Linked DNA regions of Hordeum vulgare: all the other regions are linked to region 1. Evidence: chromatin contacts called from public Hi-C data. All regions are on one chromosome and are shown on one strand. The core of a region is the stretch at or near the end of the contact, and the rest is flanking DNA. Distances in the headings are between cores, read along the strand shown.

Region 1 (4,668 bases), core at 1,517-4,016:
TCCGAGCCCTTTACTTATGCACTTTACTTTGTGATAGCCATATTGTTTCTTGTTACATATCTTGCTAACACTTAGTTGTTTATTTTGCTTAGCATAAGTCACTGGTGCACATAGGTGAGCCTAGTTGTTTTAGGTTTTGTGATTGACTAATTAAACATTAGTTTTATTTCGCATTTGTTCAAGCCTAAACCGTAATTATTTTAAAGTGCCTATTCACCCCAGCTCTAGGCGACATCCATGTCCTTTCACCCTTCAGCTTCTGCGTGTTCTTCTCGTCTACCTTTAGCAAATTAGCAATGTGAAGCTTCTGCTGAGCCCTGTGTGTAGTGAGCTTCTCATGTCCCTTCTTCAGATCTCCCATGTGAAGCTTCAGCTTTGAGTTCTCATGTGTGAAATTTTCCTGAGACATGTTGAGTTCATCAACCTGCAACTTCAAGTTCCTACTAGCTTCACTAAGTTGTTTATTCTCTGGTTAAGATTCAGGTTCTGGATGACAGTGCCTTGGGTTTGTGATAGGTTCATAAGGACTTTATACTTCTGTTGCAGCTTGAAGATCTTTGTATCTTTCTTCTCCATATCCATCTTCATATCAGAGACAACTAAATTGGTAACCTTAGCACCCTTCATCTTAGACTGCAAATAGATGAAATCCATCATCATATCCTCTTGGGCATTGAGAAGTTAATGCACATCTTCAACTAATTTGTCATAGTTGGCCGCCAGTTTGTTTTCTCCTCTCTCAAATGGTGAATAGTAAGCGAACTCTTAAGGTTATCCTTCCTCCTACCACTCCTGTTGTCTTCATACATCTCCCATAGCTTCAACAAGGCATTCTGCATTGTAGGAGGCCACTCTGGGTCAACCCATTCAACAAAAACCATAGTTCTCAGCTTCCTGCAATGTAAACAACACTTATATTGTTACTAACTATGTAAGTGCTTTCCAATTGACACATGACACATGATTGCAACACTTATGTTGTTACTAAGTGTGTTTTTTCAACTTCCTGCAATATAAACAAGCACTGGACCCTAGCATGTGCAAACCAATCTCCTAGGCAAAGTATTTAAGCACCGAACTATTAACAACTCCCTCTAAAAAATAACTGAACTATGAGCATCTCACACTAAAAATAACTGAACTTTGAGCAACTAACAATAAAGAAACAACTCAAACTTTGAGCATCTCACACAATCAGTAAGATGCCCAATTAAAGAATGAACATCTAACACTAAACACTCACTGAATTTTGAGCATCTGACAGTAAACAATCATTTAGCTGTCCAGTTCGGTACTCGGGTAAAATAAACAATGAACACCTGCACCGCAAACTAAGGTGTTGACCTATTATAAAATTAACATCTACTACACAAATTTAAAATACATGGAAAGCATCACCACATGGTTACTCCAATGATGAGCATCATCAATAATAGTCCCTCCATTCCTAAATATAAGACCTTTTAAAAATTTCACTATAGACTAGATACAGAGCAAAATGAGTGAATCTATATTCTAAAATATGACTACCTACATCCGTATGTAGTTCATAGTGGAATCTCTAAAAGATCTTATATTTAGGAACGGAGAGAGTAAATGGCTAAAAACTGACCGTGAGTACTACTAAATGGCTACAAAATGACCATCAGAGCCGCCCAATTAAATAATGTGCATTAACACAGTGATAAGCTAAAGACTAGGAATTCTATCACAATTGTCCAATTAAACAATTACACAATCTGCATCAGCACATGGCTAAACTAAAAATGACCATCACATCTCTCAAATTAAATTATGCACCCGACCATGTGTTTACTATCATTGTCAAATATTGTGCAACATATTACCTTCTTAACATATACTAAGAACCTTCTTCCCGTGCCAAATCCTTCAAAGGCCACAACCTCTCAGCTGCCACACCATGGTGCTCGCAAGGAACCATCGATGTTGTCTCAATGTCCATGTAGTCTTCGTCTTCAATGCTAGCAGGGATCTACAAGGGCAAAAGCAACCAAAGTCCTCAAATCAAATCAAAACCCCAAAGAGCACAAACCTCAACCCTAGTTCTTCCACTCATCTGGTACTGCATGCCGTCGGAGGAGGGGCTGATGTACTATAGACTGGAGTAGTCGTTACTGCTCTCGTCCTCGTACACCATGTCGCGACGACGATAATGGCGGTGACGGGAGTCGACGGCAAATCGAAGGGGAAGGGGGAGAGAGCTCGAGGAGAGCAAGAGAGTGTGGCGGGGGTTCAACTCGGTTCGACCAAGCCCACTTAGACCGACCGCACCGACCTTGTCCTAGTCAGTAGAGCGACACGCGCCGGTTGATCAACGTCTCACCTGACACGTATGACTAGTGGTACCGATTCGTTACATTATACCAAAATGTGATAGTTCCATGTATAATTAACTTGCCCATTTAAGGTTGTAGCCGGAGAAGTTGGTTCCAGGTTTGGGAAGAGCTTTCCAACCGATTTTGGAAAGTCTCTGGTCGGTTCTTTTCCTTTTGGTTTTTTAATGGTTTTTTTGTTCGCTTTTGAGCGGGTTTTTCTTCTCAAATACATGAACCTTTTTCAATTTTGTTATTATTTTAATCAGCGAGCTTTTTTCTAATTCATTAACTTTTTCATGTGATGAATTTCTTTTTTCAAATTCGTGAATTGTTTTCATTTTTTCAAACTCGTCAACTTTTTTTATTTTCACGAGTTATGTGGCCCAAGAGCATACAACGGCACCAGGCATTGCGACGGTGGCCCAATTGCGGAGAAACGAAAAAAAATTTAGACTGTGGCCCAAAGCAGCCACTGGAGTCTATCGCCAAGCGGTCAAGGCGCTCGCTTGAGACTCCAGCGCAGGCCTTGTCGTCGGACGCCTCCCTCACCTGCGCGACTTGAAAGGGACACCTCACCTGAACCATATCTACCACCCCATCCCCTCTTCTCATCGGCTTCTTCGGTTCCGGCGACCGGCGGCGGCGTCTCAGGTGACCGATCTCTAACCCTCCTCCCGCTCTCTACAATCCGCAGGGATACGCAACTAATCTGATGGTTCTCTTGGGGGAGATGCGACCCATGACCACGATTTAAGTTTGACCATGGATTTCGAAGGAACGATCGATATATACGGCTGTACCCATTCGCCTTCGCCTGGATCGAGTAGGATCGAAACAGTCAAACAGACGACAGAGGGTGAGCGAGAGGTCCGGAACGGCGGCGAGGGCTCAAGCCCACTGCGACCACTGGCGACCTCAAGGGCGCTCTCTCCCGGTCCCGTCAAGGTTCTCTTCCCGCTGGCCCTCATTCTGCAGCCACCGGCCTGGACCCTCCTTGGCTTTCCGCCTCCTCGGCGCGAATAATTGTATCATGTGTTCATATGCACATGATGCTTATTTCAACAGATAGTGGACAATGTTGGGAACCAGAGTCGATAATTTCAACTTTTGTTTTTGTTTATATGTATGTCTAGTTGGACGGACTTCTGTCCACGGTTGTTCTATTTAGAAACCATCCATACTGTGGGTAGTAGCTATTCTGAATTGATAAAACGGATTGGTATGTTAGTTCAGTACTCTTGTAGAAGGAATTGCTGGTTGAGAAGATATAATTATGAAAATGACATTCAAAGCATATTTCATGAATGCTATTCGTCTTGGGACATGTTCTTCAGTTTGGCATATACTGTTGCGTACCCAATATTGAATACCATTGCCTTTTGTTTTCATTCCTGAGATTCATATGTTGTGAGTTATTCTCTTCCATTGAAAGTTGTGACTCAGTGTATGGTATGAACATTCATATTATGATTAGGATGCCACATATTTTGTAGATAGAGACAATTCTCGTAGTACAGTACATGATACCAAATTAAAGTTTATTGATAAGTTCAAATAAGTTCTAACTCATGGAGCGTGATGATAACTTGTGTTGTTTCTTCCTGATTTAAAAGCCAACTTGGCAAACTAACAGTTCCTCAGCTGGCTTCAGTTCTAGTTTGGTAGCAGCTCAACATATGAGTCGGAGCAGGGCCAAACACGTCTCTACATTATTTTTTCTGCGGAAGCAAACTGGCCCTTACATAGCGTCTTTGTTATCAAGTTTGTGTTATAGTCAATGGCACAAATCACTATAATATGGTTTAACTATCTAATACTCCCTCCCTCCCAAAATAAGTGACTCAACTTTGTACTAACTTTAATACAAAGCTAGTACAAAGTTGAGTCACTTATTTTGGGACAGAGGGGAGTATGTAATTATGTATGTATGTTGAGAGTTTATGCCCATTATTGATGCGGGTTATTGTCTATCATGTTCTTGCTATGGGCTTTTTTTTTGTTCTTATGTTGCATGAATTTGACCCCTAGAGTAAAAATAAAATCCCACCAATATCGAAACTTCTGCACAGTCATATTCTGACTGAGTTTTGCTATTTTATTATGCTGATTGTGGAGGATTTACAGGTACGATTTTATGTCTGCTTGTAGGGGCACGGGACAGCAATTAAGTGAGTGAAAACAGGTCGTTCAAAAAAACAGGAAGGCCCGTGTTAGTTTCAATGGCTTCTTCAAAGCTTCAAGCTTTTTGGAACCATCCCGCTGGCCCCAAAACCAGTTAGTGATATTCACATCCCCTTAAGTTTCTAGTTGTTATTTCTGTTTTGGTTGTCAA
Region 2 (4,435 bases), core at 17-2,516, 550 kb after region 1:
CCTCAAAAGTTTAATCACAGCTGCACATTAAAATATGCTGTACAGCAGAGGAAAATGGAATCTTTTTCAAAGACAGTCGAATAGAACAAAGGCAGAAGTTCAAAAGGGGTAAGACCTCACGTTGGGGAATGTTCCCTACTAACTTATCTTAAACATGTCAATTTTTCTTTCATGACTCAAGCTAGGAAATACTTTTCAGTACTCGAATTAACCAACCTAAAATCCAAGAGAAAAACTAAACCTCGAGCAGATTCTATCACTTATCACCCATGAGTCTTCATCAGATGATCAGAGATATGAAGTATTCTTTAAGGACAGGTAGCACTAATTAGGGAGAAACCTTCGTTTGGCGTAGGAATTTCTTCTTCCACGACTCTAGCTAGAAAGAAGTGACAAAGGATGAATCCAGAAAGTCTCATCAAACTGTGGTGGACTTTCACTAGTATTACATTACAGTTAACCAAGCAATACTCCAAGACAGAAATTAATGACGGAGCTAAATAGTAAATCTTGTGTCTAATCATAAAGAAATTATGGCTAAATTAGAGAACACTGATGGCATTTCAAGCAGTATCCATTTTTTCCCCAAGGGGAAGACCCCGGCCCGTGCATCATGAGGATGCACACAGCCAAAAGAGGCAGTATTCATGCGAGACAAAATACTAGGTACTAGTAGTATTCCACATCGAGTTGGCATAAAGACAGCAGCGCAGTTTATGCCCAAATCCGCACAAAATCAATATGGAAAGATTGAGCTAAACTAGCAGTAGAATCTCCAAGCTTTCCCGTGGCAACCCACCAAAAACAGCAGGTGGTTGGACGGATGAAACGAGCGGTCAAGAGTTAGCTCCACCTACCAGGCGGCCTCGAGCGCGATTCGGCGGTCCTCCAAGCAATCAATCACCACGTCCCCCTCCCACATCCTCTGCACGCCTCCTCCGCCGGCGGCCCCTTCGGCGCCGCCCGCGCACGCCGCCGCCTCCCCCATGCCGGCGCCCTTCCTCCTCTCCGCCGACATGGCGACGGACGCGCAGAGCATGTCGAAGTCCAGCACCGCCATCGCCTCCTCCTCGTACTCCTCCTCCTCCGGGCGGCCCCTAGGCGCCGTGGACGCCTCCTCCTCCGCCGCGGCCATGGATGGACGGAGCCTCGCTCGCTCGCTCCCTCTCTCTCGCTCCCTGTCCTGAAGTTTTTGTTCCGTATGACGTTACTGCTACTCGGTCCCGTGCCGCGCCGGGTTTTTAACGTCTTATTAATAAGCGCCTCCGATTGAGAGAGGGAGAGGGAGAGGGGGGATGGCATCTTCCGATTGGGATTTTCTTTCTTTCTGGGAGTAATACGTATACCTGTTCGCACTCGCTTCGGCGGCCGATTTGCCCACGGTGAGGTGGGTCCAGCGGGGCCCGGCTGTGCGAGGGGCCCCACGCGCCAGCGGAGGATGGCGGGGAACACGTGGGTGGGTGAGTTGGTGCCGGGAGGACGAGGCGCCCGAATTGCCGGTGGTTAAATCGGGTAATTAGCCCCCGCGGCCGCTAATAATAATAACAATAACGTAACGCGCGTGGTCTGGGAGGGGAGGGGAGGGGAGTAGCCTGGCGGTGGTTGGACTTTGGATTGGGCCGCCGCGCCCGCGCCTGCTCCACAGTCCAGACTGGATGCGGGTCCGCCTGTCAGTCGGATAGAGTTTATGTCTCGTTGCGCTTATCCGGTTTTCGGAGAAAGGTCGCCGCTTCGGGGCTGCTGACGCTGCAATCATACTCTGGTTGCGTATGCAGGAACAGAAATTTGTTGGGTTGTTCCGCCAAACCAACAGAATGGCCATGCTCTTGTCTTTCGGCCCTGTTTCGATACTCTAATTTAGCTAGAGGTTAGAGTTAGTTTTTAGCTCATGACTAACGTTAGACTAACTCTAGCCAAAGAGATGTTTGGATGATAGGGTTAGATTAACAATAGTTGTACTTAATGGAGAGAGGAAAGTGATTTTTTAGTGGGTCTCATGAAAACTAGCTCCAATTAACATCTATTACCTGGTGGATAGAGAGAGAAAAGTGACTTTTTGTGGGCCCCATGAAAACTAGCTCCAATTAGCACCTCTTGGGTGGGCTAGTTTTTTGGGTGGGTTAGATGCAACTAGCTCCAATCTAACCCTCATGTTTGGATACTTTAGTGCTATTTGAGCCCCAACTAGCTCAAACTAACTCTAGTATGTGGATCCAAACAGGGCCTTCGTTTCGTTTCTTTCTCACGCGAAGGATTGTACTAGTTTTTTATTTTCTTTCCTTTCTCACGAGATCCAATGACTTGTGCACCTGACCCCTCTCCACATCCAGGGCCGGTCCTGAGATTTCGGGGGCCGGGGCGAAACTAGAACCCGAGGCCCTTTAACATAAAGTCATAAACCTAAAAAATGTTTTGTGTAACGCTTAAAATGCATTTAAAATCACATAATTTTTACATATGTACCTCAAAATTTGAGTCTAACATTCCCAGATGCAATCACAAGGATGATGGTATTGATATCAATCTTATTCAACAATTTATTCTTGATATACTAAGTTGCAAAACTTTTAACCTCTCTTGGACATTTATGTATCTCGCATTATTCTCCATTATTTTCATCAATATGTAGCTATTTGAAAGATGCATGTAGTGCTTCTTGTAGTAGAACAAAACCAATCATACCTTGATCATCATCAACTCATGTAGTGCCTCCTTGTTCATGTTCTTCTTGATAAGAATCTTTGTTTTTTATGAAGCATTAGAAATATCTTCTAAGCCCTGGAGATAAAACACATGTATAGTGAGTCAATCAGTCAAACTTTACAAACTACAGTATATGAGAAACCCATTGAACGGACAGAAAATCCAATACTATTTGATATCATCTCCAAATCCAAAAACATCATTTTCTATCAAAACATTGATACCGGAGATCTAAGTTGGAATCTTCAATACGGAAGGAACCATCAACATGCCTTGGACATAATGCTTTTTGCAGCTGCACTACAAAACCATAACATTGATTATCGAGTTAATAAATAACTTGACACGATTCAATGATTAATCATAATCCTGCTGCAGTAGACATCGTCCCATATTCCCAATTTTCATAACCGAGCAATAGCACCATGGCTACTAATTTTGAAATGCCAAACAAAAATCCTCTCATTGTAACTATAAATTTTTCCGTCGAAATCAAGAAACCCCAAAATTCATAAAACCCACAAGATTGAATAAAAAAGGAGCAAATTGACCCTACTCTAGATGACTAGCCTATTTGGATGCTCCTCCTCTGTCGTAGTGTCGCTGCCGCATCGGAGGCAAACACGCAATGGCCTTGCCGTGATTGGGATGGGAGTTTGAGCGTGACGACCTAAAAACCAAGACTGAGCATTGTGCGTTAATTTTCTTTTACCTTGGGTCTTCCTCAACGATGGTAATGATGCCCATAGCGCTGGGCCAGGCCCATTATCTCCGCGTGGTAGTCATGTGCACCTGCGGGAACACAAGGAAACTGGAACAGGATCTTGTCCATCCGTTACGTGCTACATTGGTTGCGCGTCTATATTAGTCTACTTCTACTTGTGCCTCTGCCTTTCAGAACCATGCCCCATAGGCATAGGCTACGTGCGACCTGGGAGGGGGCCCCAGGATTTCGGGGGCCCGGGGCGGCCGCCCCCCTGCCCCCCCCCCCTCAGGGCCGGCCCTGTCCACATCGTCTGATCAAAGATGAATGGATGGATCTTCATGAATAATACCCCGAGCTACAGTAACATTTCTACAGGAACTCGCATGCAGTGCACGAGCTACAGTCATTCACGCACAATCTCGCCTGCTTTGTTTTTGCTACACTGATCAACCCATTTTCTATCCAACAGCTATCTTCCCTCCGGTTACGACGTGGGTCCCAATGCTCATACATACATACATACGCTCATAATTTTTTTGTATCTGAAGATCTAAGGATTTTAGCTCGTGGAGACTCACGATCTTCTGCTAGTTTTGTACGAGCATACGGTGTGTGAGCGTGTGAGAATTCGATCAAAGCACGAGGCGTGTCAAGATGAAATTGTTCGAGTCTTGTCATTTTTTACATGAACTATTTTACATATTTTCTGAAGAGCTTTGCAAGTTATCATTTCATTATTTATTTTCCCTCCGTTCTTATATATAAGATGTTTACCACGACGATTTCATAGTTCGATTCATACCGACACCCATATTTAACATTTAGGAACACTAGTTGAATGCTCGTGCGTTGCCACGGGGTAATATAAAGATGCTAGACATTAATGAAATGATAAAAAAATAAACACAGATGACAAGCAATGCATGCTCTGGTTTACAACTGTGTCATGCCAAATATTGATATTATTTTCCGGTTTTAGCTTTCCACAACAACCAAGCACCACCCACCCTTCCTCTCCATGGAACA
Region 3 (4,458 bases), core at 1,518-4,017, 560 kb before region 1:
GAACTATGGAAATGTGAACTGCCTGAAGTAGCACTGTGTGTCTGAGAAGTTGTTGTGCTGTTTTGTGTCTGGGAAGTCTGGCTTGAAGACAGATCTGAGAAGAAGTTTATGACATCAGGGCTTTCACCAAGAGCTCTCAGTGACCTGGGAATGGGAGGCATATTCACATCCAGAAACCCCTCTAGGATTTGGATGATCTGACCCGTCGTGGGTCTAGTGCTTTCATCATCTTGGATGCACCAACAAGCAACCTTACAAGCTCTTGTGAGCTCCTCAGGATTTGCATCCCCTTTCAGCCTAGGGTCCAACAAGGTCTGCACATCCCCTTCATGGAGCTTGCTTGCAGCCAAGGTTGGGAAGAAAGTGGACCTGCCCTCCTCTCCATGATCAGCATTCCTCCTGCCTGATATGATTTCAAGGAGCATCATGCCATAGCTGAATACATCTGCCTTCGCCGTTATGGGCACGCCACTGATCCATTCAGGTGCAAGGTAACCCCTTGTTCCTCTCATTGTCGTTAAAACACGGCTGAAGTCCCGGCCTAAGAGCTTTGCTAGACCAAAGTCGGATACTTTGGGTACAAAGGAATCATCCAAGAGAATGTTATCTGGCTTGACATCACAGTGTATGATGCAATCCCTACATTTTTCATGCAGATAGTTTAGGCCTCTTGCTGTTCCAAGTGCAATTTGGTACCTTACGGCCCAGCTCAAAGCAGTTGTCTCACCAGGGAAGAGTTGCACTTCCAAGGAGCCTTTTTGCATGTACTCGTACACAAGCAGCCTCCTTGATCCTTCAGAACAGAACCCAAGAAGGCGGACCAAATTAACATGCTGGGTTGTCCCAATCGTGCTCACCTCAGCACGGAATTGCTTCTCCCCTTGATGAAACCCATCGAGCCTCTTCACAGCAATGGCAGTTGAATCTGGGAGCTTCCCTTTGAACACCGAGCCGAAGGCACCTCCCCCCAGCTTCTCTGAGAAGTTTTTGGTGACATGCTGCAGATCACTGTACCTGAAAGCAATCAATGTGCCGCCAGCAGTCTTTGATATTCGAAGAGTCCTTTCTCGGCGGAACTTCTGATATACGAAGAAAAACACAATTGCAAGGATTATCAGAATTGCAGCAACTCCACCAACAACTCCACCAACGATTGTTGCCTTCTTCCTTTTTGGGTCTTGCAGCTCGGACGCTGCAAGCCTGAGGAAGAGTTTGCCAACTCCATTTCCACTGTACTGTTCTTGGAGGTTCACCAGGTCCCCAGACCAAATAAAACAGCCACTGGTATTGTAAGTGTAAGCATCGCATGAACAGCTTTTCAGACAAGCCTGCTCACATTCTTTCGAGCTGGCGCCCACTGCCCTCTGAGCATTGTCAGGTAGCCTCACGCCTGCCATGGTATAGAACTTATCAGGCTTGGTCTGCCCGGAGGTCGAGTTGGTCTGGCACTGCAATGGTACGTTCCTCTTGCACCCACCCCTGTAATCCTCGAGATCCCAATCACTCTGGACCTTCTGGCTGAACCCCTTGATGCAGTTGCAGTACGGCAGCGCAGCCTCACTGCAGCTGCCGTATGCCCCACAGAGTGCATACACCTCACACTGCGTCCGTGGCTGTGACCAGAACAAGATCCACTGCTGTGAGTATTCCACCCATGTCAGCTGCTTGATCTGTCCGGTCACGTCCATGATGAACCGCGAGATGACTGTATCATCCTTCATTGAGTAGTAGAAATAGCTTTCTGTGGCATTGTCGACGAATTGGAAGTCGTATCTGAAATTGGCCGTCATCTCTGGCACGAGGCTGAAGATATTGCCGTTCCAGGGGCCACTGGTCCAGTAGTTTATGGATTCATTCCACTGGATGAAGTACTGTTTTGTGCCATTGGGGTCTAGCTCCAGAGAGAACAACCCAGGAGATGGGTTTTCTTTGTTCTTCCAAGGAAGAAGTCTCTGGCTCAGACCCGTGGTCTTGTTCAGCCCGAGCTTGCCCCCCGGAAGCCAGGTGTTTGTGGGATGGTCTATGCTTCGCCAATAAACTATCGATGAATTGGAGGCATCGGTGAGCTCGAGGCTACCGCTGTCCCTGATGGTGGCCATGGTGGAGTTGGAGGCTATACTTACATTGGTCGACCATAGCAGCTGGTTCTTGGCTTGATCAAGGAGGACAAGGTTGCCGTCGCGGGCGATTTCCAAGGAGGCGGTGGCCGGGTCGGACACCGGCTTGTCGGTGTTCCACACGGTGGTTACCTGTGGTATGTTGCTGTACCATATGGCTATGTAGTAACTGCTGGAGGTGGAAGAGGCGGTGTTACTCTGCGATGGGGAGTGGAAGCCCACGGTGAACTTGTTGCCCTGGGACAAGATCTTCTGTGACCCGGACAAGGGTGTGGTGGAGTTGATGGTGTCGCCGGCCTTGCAGAGTAGGATTTGGACGAAAAGGAGGAGGAGGAAGAAGGGAGCCATGGATCATGGATGGGAGCTTGGAAGAATAGTCAGGGCTTGACCGAGGATGGGAGCCTGAACTCTGGAGACAGGACTAATTAAATAAGCAGCCTTCTTTGACCTGGTAAACGCCCAACGCCCTGCTGCTGCTGAATAGTACTGCTCCTATAGATGAATTACTCACAAAATAGTAAAATCTCGTGTTGAAATTTATGACCACATGGCTAATGGTGTTTTGTTTTTCTTGCTTGATTTATGTTTTATTTTTCTTGCAAATATCTGGCTCCTGCCATGATGCTGACTGTTGCTGATTAAGAAAGGGAGAAAAATGGTGTGAAGCCAGAAAAGTGGTTTTCCGGCGGCAGAGGCACCAAGGGGAGCGTTGACTTGGAATGTTTAAACGAAGGCAGATCTTTGGCCGCAACTTTTACAAGACTGATGACTTGTCATCTTGTGAATCTACTACTCAAGTTACAGAACTTCTTTTGTTTAGGCTATTACTTCCAGAATTCAACCTCCAACCTTGACCAGATGGCGTCTCCTCTGGAAGATAGGATCTACAACGGGTACTTACCTGGTCACGGTGAATTACCGGAATTTTGAAATGTCTCCTGGTCTGTTTGATTTACAGTGCGTCAGTTCACGGTTGCGATTATCAAAGTCATGTTAATCATCATCGTGATTGCGGTCTCCACTGGAGGCGTGAATGGTGTCCATTGATACGTCTCTGGTCACCTTTTCCTTCTTTTTTCCAGCTGTAGCACCTCAGTAACTCGAGCGCGGAGACGAATAAGCTCTGACCCAGTCCTCATACTATGGTGCCCAAACTCGGGCAAAATGACCTGTCGGAAAAAGGAACGTGATGGCCGTGTTTGACCGGTAACAATGCTAGATGCAGTCACCCCTTTTCCCGATTCCTCGGCTAAATCATGGTTCAGGCAGCGCCCTGTCCTGCTCGGCCATTCAAGAGCTTTTATGATACGGTCCCAGCACCAGGTGGCGTTAAAGGTAGCGTACGGATAGAAACGAAATAGAGGAGACATCAGCACGCGAGGCTACATCCGTATATAGTGGTGATAGGAGGAATATACGAGTATTGATGGAGCACACTGACGACATCTCCAATGGCTGTAAAATAGTTGTTGGTAAAGTTTACCATCTAAGATATATAATGATATGACAATAAATAAATAAGGAGAGAGAAAAGTTGCATGTAGATTAATCAATAACTCTTGCACAAGCTTCAAGGTTACATAGAGAGCAATTGCATTTATTCCAACTTCTCCTAAGAGCAATTGCATTTATTCCAACTTCTCCTATTGAATAATTTAGATGCAATCATTGGAGTAGTTGTATGATCCCTTGTTGGTTGATGACATGGATAATTTTACCAACAAGACTACATACAAACTATTGAAGATGCCTTGAACATGTGATGTACGAACCTCGGAAGGCATATAATGTGGGGTTTGTATATATTACCCCGGAACGCATCTAGGATATATGATGATGTTGCAATAAATAAATAAGAAGAGAGAGGAAAGTTGTATGTAGATTAACCAACATCTCTTGCATAAGCTCCAAGGTTACATAAAGAGTAATTGCATTTATTCCATCTTCTCCTAATGAATAATTTACATGCAATCATTGGAGTAGTTGTATGATCCCTTGTTGGTTGATAACATGGATAATTTTACCAACAAGACTGCATACAAACTATTGAAGATGCCGTGAGCATGTGATGTACGGACACCGGAGTGCATTTAATGTGGGGTTTGTATATATCACCCCGGAACGCGTCTAAGAGCATCTCTAGTAGACCCCGTATGTCGTCGACCCGTAAAACTCGTTTATAGTTCGCGGGAAAACGGTTTTGCGGGCCATCAGGGGCGCCGGCCGAACAGATCCCGCAAAATGGAACTGTAAAACGGAATATTCGTGGATATTCCGTTTTACAATTCCACCATGCACTGCCGACGCTTGTGCCGGCCCGCATATCAGATGCGGTTTTATC

The links. A called contact is a pair of places that touch in the nucleus more often than the background predicts.
Region 2: a Hi-C map of seedling shows a contact between it and region 1, with 3 times the contacts expected there. The contact joins the promoter of LOC123425739 here to the promoter of LOC123425740 in region 1. A contact is called at or near these places in 1 of 6 Hi-C or Micro-C datasets (seedling) and 1 of 1 datasets of contacts at active chromatin or transcription factors (embryo).
Region 3: a contact with region 1 is called in a Hi-C map of seedling, with 4 times the contacts expected there. The contact joins the promoter of LOC123425742 here to the promoter of LOC123425740 in region 1. A contact is called at or near these places in 3 of 6 Hi-C or Micro-C datasets (leaf and seedling) and 1 of 1 datasets of contacts at active chromatin or transcription factors (embryo).

The regions. Positions count from the first base shown.
Region 1 is chr2H:179,178,595-179,183,262 of MorexV3_pseudomolecules_assembly, reverse strand. It overlaps LOC123425740 (mitochondrial pyruvate carrier 4-like), which reads left to right and starts at 2,766. Exons shown (of 6, transcript XM_045109454.1): 1 at 2,766-2,987; 2 at 4,485-4,610. The coding sequence starts at 4,556.
Region 2 is chr2H:178,629,290-178,633,724 of MorexV3_pseudomolecules_assembly, reverse strand. LOC123425739 reads right to left here and starts at 1,266. Exons shown (of 5, transcript XM_045109450.1): 1 at 858-1,266. The coding sequence starts at 1,135.
Region 3 is chr2H:179,737,482-179,741,939 of MorexV3_pseudomolecules_assembly, reverse strand. LOC123425742 (G-type lectin S-receptor-like serine/threonine-protein kinase At2g19130) reads right to left here and starts at 2,767. Exons shown (of 1, transcript XM_045109456.1): 1 at 1-2,767. The coding sequence starts at 2,465. LOC123426060 reads left to right here. Exons shown (of 3, transcript XM_045109834.1): 3 at 2,765-3,120. The coding sequence ends at 3,047.